Linked DNA regions of Bicyclus anynana: region 2 is linked to region 1. Evidence: chromatin contacts called from public Hi-C data. All regions are on one chromosome and are shown on one strand. The core of a region is the stretch at or near the end of the contact, and the rest is flanking DNA. Distances in the headings are between cores, read along the strand shown. Region 1 holds the start of LOC112044972 (3-phosphoinositide-dependent protein kinase 1). Region 2 holds the start of LOC112044954.

Region 1 (5,675 bases), core at 805-3,304:
AGCCCAGAGGCCTTGACCGATAAACCTGATCGTGTGTTGTTTTGTCAAGCCGTTAGCGCTTCAGGCATGTGGATGAGAGATTTTAGTATCCGTATTGCAAAATATCATTATCAGCTTATCTTAACGACCCATCAATGGGCTCCGCCTTATAAGAGCGGAGATGTGGAGTTTACACACCACTTTGCTCCAATGCGGGTTGACGGGTTTCAAAGTATAATCTTGATAAATTAAGAAAACTGTTCTCCCCAAACTACGCGACATTGGCAAAGTAAATTGTGCTGTCTTGGCATAACCAAAAGCCATTAAATTAAAGAAGAAGAAGAAATTAACCCCTTATTGCATGAATTATGAAGGAGATAGAGAAGAAAAATATTTTATGTACCTTAAACAATAATTAGTCATAATTAGAAATGTAATGTTTAGAAAATAGCATACGAAGCCATGTATGGCTTCGTATGCATGCTCGTCTAACAATATCTGTTTATAAATGGCTTCGTATGCAATTAGATCATCATGATCTAACTGCATACGAAGCATGATGCATCATGAGAGAATGATCATCATCACTCAAAGAGGCAACACTAGAGCTAAAGTTCTTATGATTAGATGATCCATGAAAGCAAGAAGAATTTATACGTATCGGTAAAGAAAATAAAGCTAGCTTGAATGCATACGAAACCATATATGACCAATAAAACAGCATCTAAAACTAAAGAAAACTGCAGCGGCTCATTGCTGAGCTCGAGTCTCCTCTCAGAATGAGTGGGGTTAGGCCAATAGTCCACCACGCTGGCCCAATGCGGATTGGCAGACTTCACACACGCAGAGAATTAAGAAAATTCTCTGGTAGATAGATTTTTTTCCTTCACCGTTTCAGACAAGTGATATTAAATTTCATAAAATGCACACAACTGAAAAGTTCGAGCCGCATGCCCTGGGCCGGAATCGAAGGCTGAGGTCATATCCACTGGGCTATCACGGCTCTGGAAGCTCTCAAGAAATATTTTTGCCATATTTTTCATTTGATCGTAGTCAAACCGTGCCACGCGTTAGTGTTGGTTTCATAGTTCCATAGTTATTTTGTTTTGATCTCCTACATGTGCGCCATGGAGTACCACTGGGTATGCTCGATGGATTTACAAGAATCTGAATTACAATGGTCCTGGGTATGATCCCCGGCTGGGTCTTCCTGATGGGAGGCTTCTTCTGTGGCTAGTTACCACCATTGCGGCAAAGACGTTCCACCCAGCAATTTAGCGTTCCGGTACGATGTCGTGCAGAAACCAAAAGGGGTGTGGATTTTCATCCTCCTCCTAACAAGCCCACTTCCACCTTAGATTGCATCATCACTTACCATCAGGTGACATTTTAGTCAATGGGTCACTTTTAAAGAACAAAAAAATAGAGAAAAATCTGTGTCACCTCTAATTTCTACAACGGCTGAACCGATTTTGACAGAATTATCACTGCCAGATAGCTGATGTTAAAGGGAGTTGGTACCAGACGTCGGTAACGATACGTTTTACTATTATGCATAGTCTGCGTAACTAGTGTAAATAAAAACGCAATTTGTATCTGATTATCTCTTTCTTGGACTCTTGGTTACATACAGTCAACAACGTGAAAAAAGGATTTCATGTTTACTTTCATTTTTCATACGTTTCAAAGAGCTAACGTAAGAAGTCTATCGGATATCAGGCACTGAATTAGAAATTAATAAACACCAAAAAAAGCCAACATGGAGCTAACTTATGTACAATACGTACATTTACATGACATAATATTATTATGAAATGGATTAATGAATATTGTCGTAAAAGTTAAGTATTCCTATTTCCTGCTTTTTGTAGGTACCATATATAAATTCAGAAGACATCCCAATCCCAAATATGACCTCATGAAAATGCCCTCTATACGTATTTTTACGTTAAATAAGTCTGACTAGTTCGTGAAGTTAATAACTGTCAAGAGATGGCGCTACCTGTTTTCAAAGTGAAAAACTTTGACGTGTGCGGGCAATGTCTGCTTCTGTTACCTACCTACTGTCTCATGTCTGTCAGATGTTAATCCATGTTTTTTTTGAGAAAATTGCAAACAATAAAAGATATATCCGTGTGTGACTGTTTTTAGACTCGTTTTTTTAGTGTATTCTCTAATAAGAGGTGTGATTAATAGTCAATTATCGTATTACATTTCGCGATGAAATTGCCAAAAGTCAATAAACGAAGTATTTTGCCGTGTTGAAGCTGTAATGGTATGAAATTCAGATATCTTTCAGTGGCATAGACGCTTTATAAAAATGTTCACATAATATAAGTAGTTTTAGATTAGAAAGCTTTAATTCGCACCTACAACCTAACCAACTTTCACAATACATATTAGTCTAGACGGCCTTGAATCTAATCTTGTCAAGTCAATGTCGTTTGTTTATCAAAATAGATATTGTTTTAATTGGTCGTATTCTATATTAAATGTAGGTATTTTTTATATTATATAATTATTTATGCATTTAATTTTGGGATTATTGATTCACATACAATCAGGGTTTACGGCTAACGACTGACCAATGAGCCAATGACCATTGGCAGCATGGCTGAGACGTTTATTGAAATATTGTAAGTAATCATTATTCCCGACGCCCCCGTGCCGTGAAATCTACGTCCGGGTGACGTATAAAATGGGGGGCCTCGTTTGCGATAGCCAAGCCGCTATGTGGAAATAGATGACGTGCTATCGGGCGAATATACTGTGGCATATTGCCTCACGAAAACGTGTAGCGACATTTTGGGCGAACCATACATAAGCAAGCATTTTTCTGTTTGTTGTTTATATTACTTAATTCCTATAATAACTGATAAAATAATAGTCAGTTGCTGAAATTAGGGCCCTTTCACACTAGCGTTTGTCCTGCGTAGGTCCTATTCAATGAACGTTTGCCGCGGCAGCGCAAAAAAAACGTCGCGTTATCGAGGCGTTTCCTCTGCAGTTAGTTAAACGCGGCGCTAACGATGCAACATAACAAAATAGATTCCGACGAGGAAACTATTGATGGATTTGCTTAAAAAAACGAAAAAATAATAAAAGTGTGCATGTCGGGCCACACGTAGTGGAGGGTTCCGTAGATTAAGTCAGCACTTTAATCCCTTATGTAATGCACAAAAATAAAAATAACGAAACGATACTCAAATCAAGGCATAGACGATCAAAAATTTATCCTCACTTTGCATGTAGGGAAGGAACTCCAAATTTTTTATTTTATTTTCTTTTTACCACTTTGTAGACGTACCTACCTAATTAATATACATACCCATACCAAATATCAGCTTTCTAGTTTTATTTTAGTATTATTTTTTCATTACTACGAATTTAGTATGCAATTTTCGATTTTAAGTTGGTCGCCTAAAAAATAAAATATTTTTTGTTAAAAAAATTCAACCGACTTCAAAATCACAAAGACAAACTAAAAAGCGAAAAATAATCACTTTGAAGGCGATGCCAAGCCTGTGGCGTATTAGTTAATTATGTATAATACTAGGTTTCATCTGGGGAAAAATTCCTACTGGGTGAATTTTTGGGGGTCCACATCGATATCATGCCGGCTAATAATGTTACAAAGGTCAAAAGGTCACGAATATCAGACCTATTGCTCGGAGGTCAATAGAAGTCCTTATAAAAATTGTTTCTCATAAAATTGTCTACAAAAAATGTCTTTTGCAGTTTTTTCTGTAATATTTACGGTTTCCAGATTGACGTCTGTAACTTTTTTAGCCAGCTCGATATCGATGTCGATTTTTCACATCTTATTTATTTTGCAAACATCCAGTCAATCTTTTTGGTTATTACATATTAATTAGTTAATATTGACCTTATTTACCCGAATGTTTCATAAAAATCAAAATATTCAAACCTAGTCATCATCCCCATTCAAACGTGCGTAAAGATGTTACTTCAAAAAGGATAATATGATGGGAGAATAGGTTGGGTGCGATTATGGAGTAAAGTGAAAGATCATTTTGTCCTTGCACTAGCAAATGCCCCGCGGTTTCACCTGCTTAGTTAGTGTGCCTGTGGAATAAAATATATACTCGGTGAAGATATAGCTTTCGGTAAAAAACATATGTCACTTTACGTCTTTAAATATTCGTATAAATTTGAAAAAATGTTTAAAATATTTTTTCTTACTTTCGAATAGGTAATATTTTATGAATGAGAATCGAGATGGCATATCACATAATTATTTGATTGCACACGATTACATGACACCAAACGCCGTCGACACCGCCATGCGACGCGTGTACGTTTATCAAACGCCTACGCTGGAAAAACGCTAGTGTGTAGGGACTCTTAATAAAAAACAAACACTTTATAGTGTGTAAAAATGAGGTATGGGGTAATTTGGACAGTTAACTCAACACCTAAGCTAACACCTAATAAATAAAACTTAAGCATGTTTAAAATATAAACGTCACGTGAAAGTAGTTTGCACGTACGTGCAAAAAAATGTAAAAGGAGTTTTTATTTTTTTTCACGTCATAACTCATATACTGCTATGGACCTTTTATTTCAATAATGTGTAATACTGTAGCCTCGTCTGAAATGCTGAAATGCTCGTCGTGCTGAAATGTTTATAAAATAATTGGTCCTGTAGATTTGGAGAAAACAGACGGACAGTTCTCTTTTCGTACTACGTACGTTTGGAATCCTAAAAATATTTATTTCTTTGAATTTAATCAAGATATTTAATATTTTAATTTTAAATCTACATGTATAGAAGTACGTATATTGTTATTATTTCATTGGCTCTTACGTAAACATATTATCTGAGGTTTTTAATATTTGCAACGAGTGATGGCTGAACACGTAAATGATAATGAAACTCATTCATAGAATAATATTATATTTATGTAATGTACATATACATTACCTAGTACTAGAGTAATTATCTGTAGTAATTATGAGGAATTCATGCGACAACGTCGCCCAGATCCAACAAAAAATTCTAAGCACGATTCTCCCCGAAACCGGTGTATCGTCAGATGTCGATACTACAAAGTTCCTACGCCGCCATTGGTCGATATTTTGTCTATTTCTCTACACTTAGCCGCATGCTAAGTCCAGAGGTGAATGTTGGGCGCACCTTTGTACAAACAGGCTGTCATTTTAAATTGAAATAAACAACTATGATATATTATATTAAATACTTCAAGGACCAACCTCATTATTTAAATTAATCTAATGCCTGTCTAGTGAGTAAAACGTCTTTTGCTCGCTGATTAACAGTGGTATTCATAGACGTTGTAGGGGCACCCCCAGGGGATCATTCAGCCGCCGAGTGTCGAATTTAACCTCTATTTGTTTGAAATTTTGACACTCAGCGGGTGAATAATCCCTTGGGGATGCCCCTACGACTTCTATGAATAAGTATGTCGAGCAAAAGTAACTTTTCCGAGCAAAGGACATGAAAATAATATTATAATATCACACATACACGTGAATAATATTTATGTTTTATTAATTATTTTTTTACGACATGAGGAACATAAGTATTACTTAATTTCATGAAAATAACGTAACACTAGTGACCTTACTTAGTAGTACCGATCTTGGACAATATTTTCCCTCTAAGTACAAGTTGTTTATGGTGTTTTCTATTTTGTTCAGGAGTTACAAGAAAT
Region 2 (5,675 bases), core at 2,169-4,668, 140 kb after region 1:
TTAATTGTGGATATCTGCCGTCATTTGTAAATATTTGTTGTAATTTATTATTCAAATTGTTAGCGTAATGTAATTGTGTGTATCGTGGGCCTTTTTTAACTTAAACTTGTATTGGCCTCGAGAGAGAAGTTGTTATTCGCCACCCGCGTGTTCACGCAGCCCATTCCAGTTGGTAACTAGGCAATTAATAGCTAAATTAATGATTATTTATTTTATTTTTAATTATTTGCCAACGGAATGCGACTGTTGTACAGATATTAAATGGTAGAGAATTATAAACAAACATATTAGTACATATTGCAAGCTGCCTGTAATGATAATGGTATGACAGATTATTTAATTTTAAGTAGCTCTTTTTAATAATTATGAGGGTAGTACAGTTCAGGAATGGGCAATGCTTCTATGAGAAGGAATGCTAAGTGTGGATTGTGAACCTTCGTAATTATACACTGTATCACACTAATGTTAACGATTTTCATTTTAATGAAATAAAACAAAACATGTAGACACAATTTGATAACATAATTATGTTACGAAATATATAGCCGTATTTGTCGAAATTGGACATTTATTGCCATTTTTGGGAAATATTATTAACGTTTGCGAATCATATAAAATTATTGATGCAACTAAAAGTCAAATTAGTATTCTGGCAAGTTTGTAAAATGTTTTTAATTATGTTCTTTTATTTACACAATAAACAACAAATCTCAATATATTTTGTACGAGAATTTTTGTAACGCAAACCTTTACCAAATATAAAGTTGCATAAATAAGTTTTATGTGAGCAAAAAAGGGTCCTAAAACATAAATTCGAATGTACAGTGGTAAAGAATAGGTAAAATATATTCGCAAATACAAAACAATTGTAGCAATGATAAAACATTAATTAGGTTAAATACCTAATATTATCTGTCATGTAAACATCTAACATAATTCGCCTTCGATAGTATCATTCAGTCATGGGAGCCGTCATGCATGCTATGCATACCATGCACCATAGTTTTAATTTAGCTAAAGTATACGGAAATACTGCCAAAGGTGGTCACAGAATTGTTTCATAGGAATTTAATTAATTAAAATATTTGAAACATACATACCTTAATTAGGTACATATTTTGTACATTTCATGAATTCAAATTTTTGCATACTTTATTCAATCAGTGTGCGTAATTCAACTTGTTATTTTAATATTGTTACAATAAAGATCAGTAATTTCAGGGACACATAGTTTACCATAGATTTTGTTTTGTTTTCTATTGAAAATGTTACGTTGTATGATTTAACTTAATAGTTTTAAATGCCTGAACTTGCCTGGAAGTATTTATTTCAGTGGGGGCTTACTATAATGGGATTAAATCCAAGATCTTTTAGACAAAATATATAATCTAGGAGTAATAGAATTTCAGAAACTAAAAACCGAACTATAATAGATTAAATTGGCCATCAACATTAATTGGGATGTGACTACTCCATGACATTGTTATTAATAAACTATCTGCATTTAAAATTTAATAACTGTTAACTATACTAGTTATATTTTAAAACATTTGTATTGCATGAATTCCATAAAGTAACTAAGTAAATAAGAAATTGAAAATAAATTGAAGTTGATTTTTTATACATTGTTTCCTTTTGTTACTCCAATATCACGGTTTTCGTCAAATAATATTCCCACCATGGGGGCTACAGATGAAGATTTGTTAAGGTAAAACAGTGTCTGACGATTGTGAGATTTCTCACAATATCCCGTAGAATATATCAAAACATTACCATTAAACTAAGATGTTTGGGGAATCGAAACCAGGTACCGCCAAAAGCCACCATGGTTCAAACTCTGTGTCTACCATACTCTACTTACATAAGGTAGGAAGGTCTTGCCGTGGGCATCACATGCTGGTGGTACAAAAATGGACTCTGAACTTTTTGCGTAGACTTAGAAGTTAATAGACATCTAATTGGCGTGCCGTAGTAAAACAAAGAATGTCTGGAAAACGACACACATCATAATTTGTAGCTAGCTAGCTAACTAAATAAATAAAAACTCATTGGGGCTGGGTCTAAGAAAAAGATCCTCCCTCTATGGGCTGGGTACTGGCATAATGTATTATACATGTATACATTTACATAATTACGCTTGCCATTAATATGGTTTGCCATGAAAAGTGTGACATCTTGAATCGTTCTCCGAAAATATGCATACCTAGAGCGTGAAACAAAAACTAAAGTAATTTCTTACTCAATGATTTTTATTAGATTCATTTCTCGTTAAAATAATGGTGAGGGCGAACCTGTGAGAGAGACTTGAAATCATTATTGAAGCCATTGTCATACTACTCTGTGCCATTGATAAAGAATATATCTATTTTCTAATAATCTAAAATAATGAATATATCTATATAATATGTAGATATCCTAAATATAATATAGCCGGCAAGCCTAGGGTTGCTATCCTCACCAATATGTCAAATCAAATGCTAGCCACAAAGTGCATCGTCGAGTGAATTAATATTATATTACCACACGTTCAAATAAAAATATTAATAATTTATTTGTCAAAATTTTATAATCTATTGACTCAAATCACCTGTAAGTAATTTATAACAAGTAAATAGAAGCTCACACTAAGTTCATCGTTTAAGTTATATTATCTGATTAAAAGTCTATTAAAAAATTATCCGTTGACTGACCCGTTGTTAGGTTTGGAAATTATGGCACTGATCGTAAGTCGTAACACCAAAATAAAATCACTTGACTTCGATGCAGTCTTTCTATGTTGTTTTTGTTTTTTTTTGAGATTCATCTATTTATTTTTCTGTCTACACATAACATTTTATCAGTATGTGGCTTTGCGCCATCTATGTTACTGTACAAAACTGCAAGTTTTCTGAGAACGATTCCAGATGTCGTAGTTTGTTTGAAATGTATTCTTATTCTTGCCAAGTCCACTTTTTTATTATCTGTATTTATCACAGAGTAAAACCAAAATATTTTTACCTTTGACTTGACGTCCGGTCCAACGGCCGTGGTCATAGATAATACACTAGATGCGCAACGTTAATTTTAGTTCCACAGGCTACAGATGGCACTTTTTAGAAAAAGTAGCTTAATATTAGATATGCCAAAAGATGGCGCTTTTTAAGAATTTTGGTTCGTTCAAGCTAAAAACCCCCAAGGAGAAGAAGAAAATCTACATAAATGAAAAAGTTAGCAAATAACAACATTATTTCCGCAAAAAACAAAAAAAAAACAAAAATGTTCCAGAGATCTAAAAAGCATACAGTCAGCCCTCTAGTGTAGTATTATGGCAACTTAAAAAAAAGTACAGCGCCACCGATGCCAGATGTCGCTGGTAGGTTTGCTAATTTTTAAATTTGATTTTGTATGACTGTTTCAACTTTCAACTTTCATTTCATTCCCATGGCCGTGTGGTTTTGGTCAAAGATTACACTTACAGACTTATTATACTCTTTGCTTACAGTCATAGTGTATTGTATTATTTTGGTTTTTACTCTATGTTCTAACCTAAACATAAATAAATATTTATTTTATAAGTATAGAATTTGAATTCTTAAATTCCTAGCTAAATTACAATATTGTTAATATTACTTGCGTTACCATATAACATAGCTAATTAGTTAGTAAAAATTCAACTGGCATTTATAACTTCACCTACATAAGTAATAACCTTAAATTTAGTAATACAACTTTTACGAGAAAGAAGGATGTCTTCGCCTGTGATTAAATACGTTGGAAGAACTACGAATTTCAAGGGTAAAACACTATGGGAAATAGTTGGAAGTCTCAAGAACTACGGAGTTGGAAGGTTGATCGTTCGATCCGTTTTCGAACGGTATCCTGAACCAAGTTACATGAAAATCGTGAAAGTAGAAACATGTCCTGATGAAGTAAGTGTTCTTTACTCATGGAATGATAAAAAAATTTTAATAGGTACGGAATGTTCCATTTGAAACTACATTTTCTGCGCACTACCGTAAAAGTCGTGATCTAATATTGTGTTTTACTATTCTAAATTGTTTTTGTAGTTTTAGCTGATAACAAGATGTACCTACCTTATATTAAAATAAAAGCAGTCAACGCCCCGTGGTTTCAGCCTTGTTGTTTCCATTCCCATGTGAATACAGAGATAAAATATTGCCTATGACACTAGGAAATAACGTAGCTTTCTATTGGTAAAAGAATTTTTGAAATTGGTTTAGTAGATCCAGAGAAAACTCCATACAACGTCACAAACTTTACCTGTTTATAATTAATGATTAAACGAACTTACCTGTACGTGAAGTTCTATCATAATTATGCGAAGGTTTGTCCGAATAGAAGTAGTATGGATGAAAATAATCACCTATACATAACAGAGAAACACTTTATAGCAGATGCTCATCAACTGTCTTATACCTGTGTTTTCCCATTTGGTGAGTTACACATGGATGCTGGGCCATCTAAATATAAAACAGGGTCATAGGACTCTCCGAGGCATGGTGGTGTTCAACGAATTACCAAGATTCCTACTTTATGTTCAAAATTCATGTATTTCAAGTAAGCTAAGTTTACAAGACTATTTGTAAAGACTACCACTGGCTCCCAAAGACAGGTTCTGCTGAGAATGTTGCTAAATTCTGCTGAAAGAATTTATCTTTTTCCAAACAAATTAAATGTATAGTACTTGCAGAGCTTACTGCGCCGTGGGTGTTAAACATTTCAAAAGACTACAGTATAAAAGTGAATAAATATTATGCTCCTAATTGGTTAGTTTTTATTTCATAGAAATAGTGGTGATACTGTGAGAGGTTAACCAGCAAAATCTTTCATATAACTTGCTTATAAACTTAAGCCTCACTAGTACTGTATCAAGTTCTATAATAGAATGGGTATCTAAAGCTGCTCTGGTAAGATCTTACCAAATTTGGCTAGACAGGGAGAACACCACACATACATTAAAATCAATTAACACACACCAAGGAAGGGTGTGTTAATTGATTTTAAAGGAATTCCTTAACCCTACACCCAGTTGGTCATAAGTCCTGAGCTCTACTGAGAGTTTTTCTTTCTGCCACAAAATGGACCTGGCATGGTAAATCATTAAACTGCTAAGATCATTAATTTTTTTTTAGATTTCAGATTCATCTCAATTGCTTAGTTTCTTACAGCTCAATCCTGGATTCAATTCTACAACCTCATGATCCTAGACCACCATTGGTTAACCATTTGACCTACAGTTGCTTATCCATGTATTTTTTTATATATTACAGGAAAGACGTAGAGTGCGTGTATGGGTTGAAAAGACCTTCAGAGGCAGAACCCTGCCAAAACTAACAGAAATCTACCGAACATCATACAAGCCTGACTATAAGCTTATACCCAAAGATGAGGAGTCAAAGTTGTTACATGTTGACCATAAAAAGACAGAGGTCATTCTACCAAACTGTATTGAGATGCCACCCTTAATGAAGAGGTTTATTGTTAAGGATCATGAAAAAAGAGGATTGGAGGTAAACATTTTATTTCAACACTAGCTGACGTGCTGCTGTCTTATATAGCCTGACACTCACAAATATCATGACTTTCTAGTGGTCAAAGAATTTTCAAAATTGGTTCAGTAGATCCAGAGATTACCTGCTACAACACTACAATCTTTACCTCTTTATAATATTAGT

What was found. Hi-C and Micro-C count contacts between places; a contact is called where the count stands out from the background.
Region 2: a Hi-C map of whole body shows a contact between it and region 1, with 3 times the contacts expected there. The contact joins the promoter of LOC112044954 here to the promoter of LOC112044972 in region 1. A contact is called at or near these places in 2 of 2 Hi-C or Micro-C datasets (whole body and whole larva).

The regions. Positions count from the first base shown.
Region 1 is chr15:2,815,106-2,820,780 of ilBicAnyn1.1, forward strand. It overlaps LOC112044972 (3-phosphoinositide-dependent protein kinase 1), which reads left to right and starts at 2,055. Exons shown (of 6, transcript XM_024080995.2): 1 at 2,055-2,254; 2 at 5,662-5,675.
Region 2 is chr15:2,952,123-2,957,797 of ilBicAnyn1.1, forward strand. It overlaps LOC112044954, which reads left to right and starts at 3,419. Exons shown (of 3, transcript XM_024080972.2): 1 at 3,419-3,908; 2 at 5,271-5,510. The coding sequence starts at 3,726. It overlaps LOC112044972 (3-phosphoinositide-dependent protein kinase 1), which reads left to right. Exons shown (of 6, transcript XM_024080995.2): 6 at 1-1,621.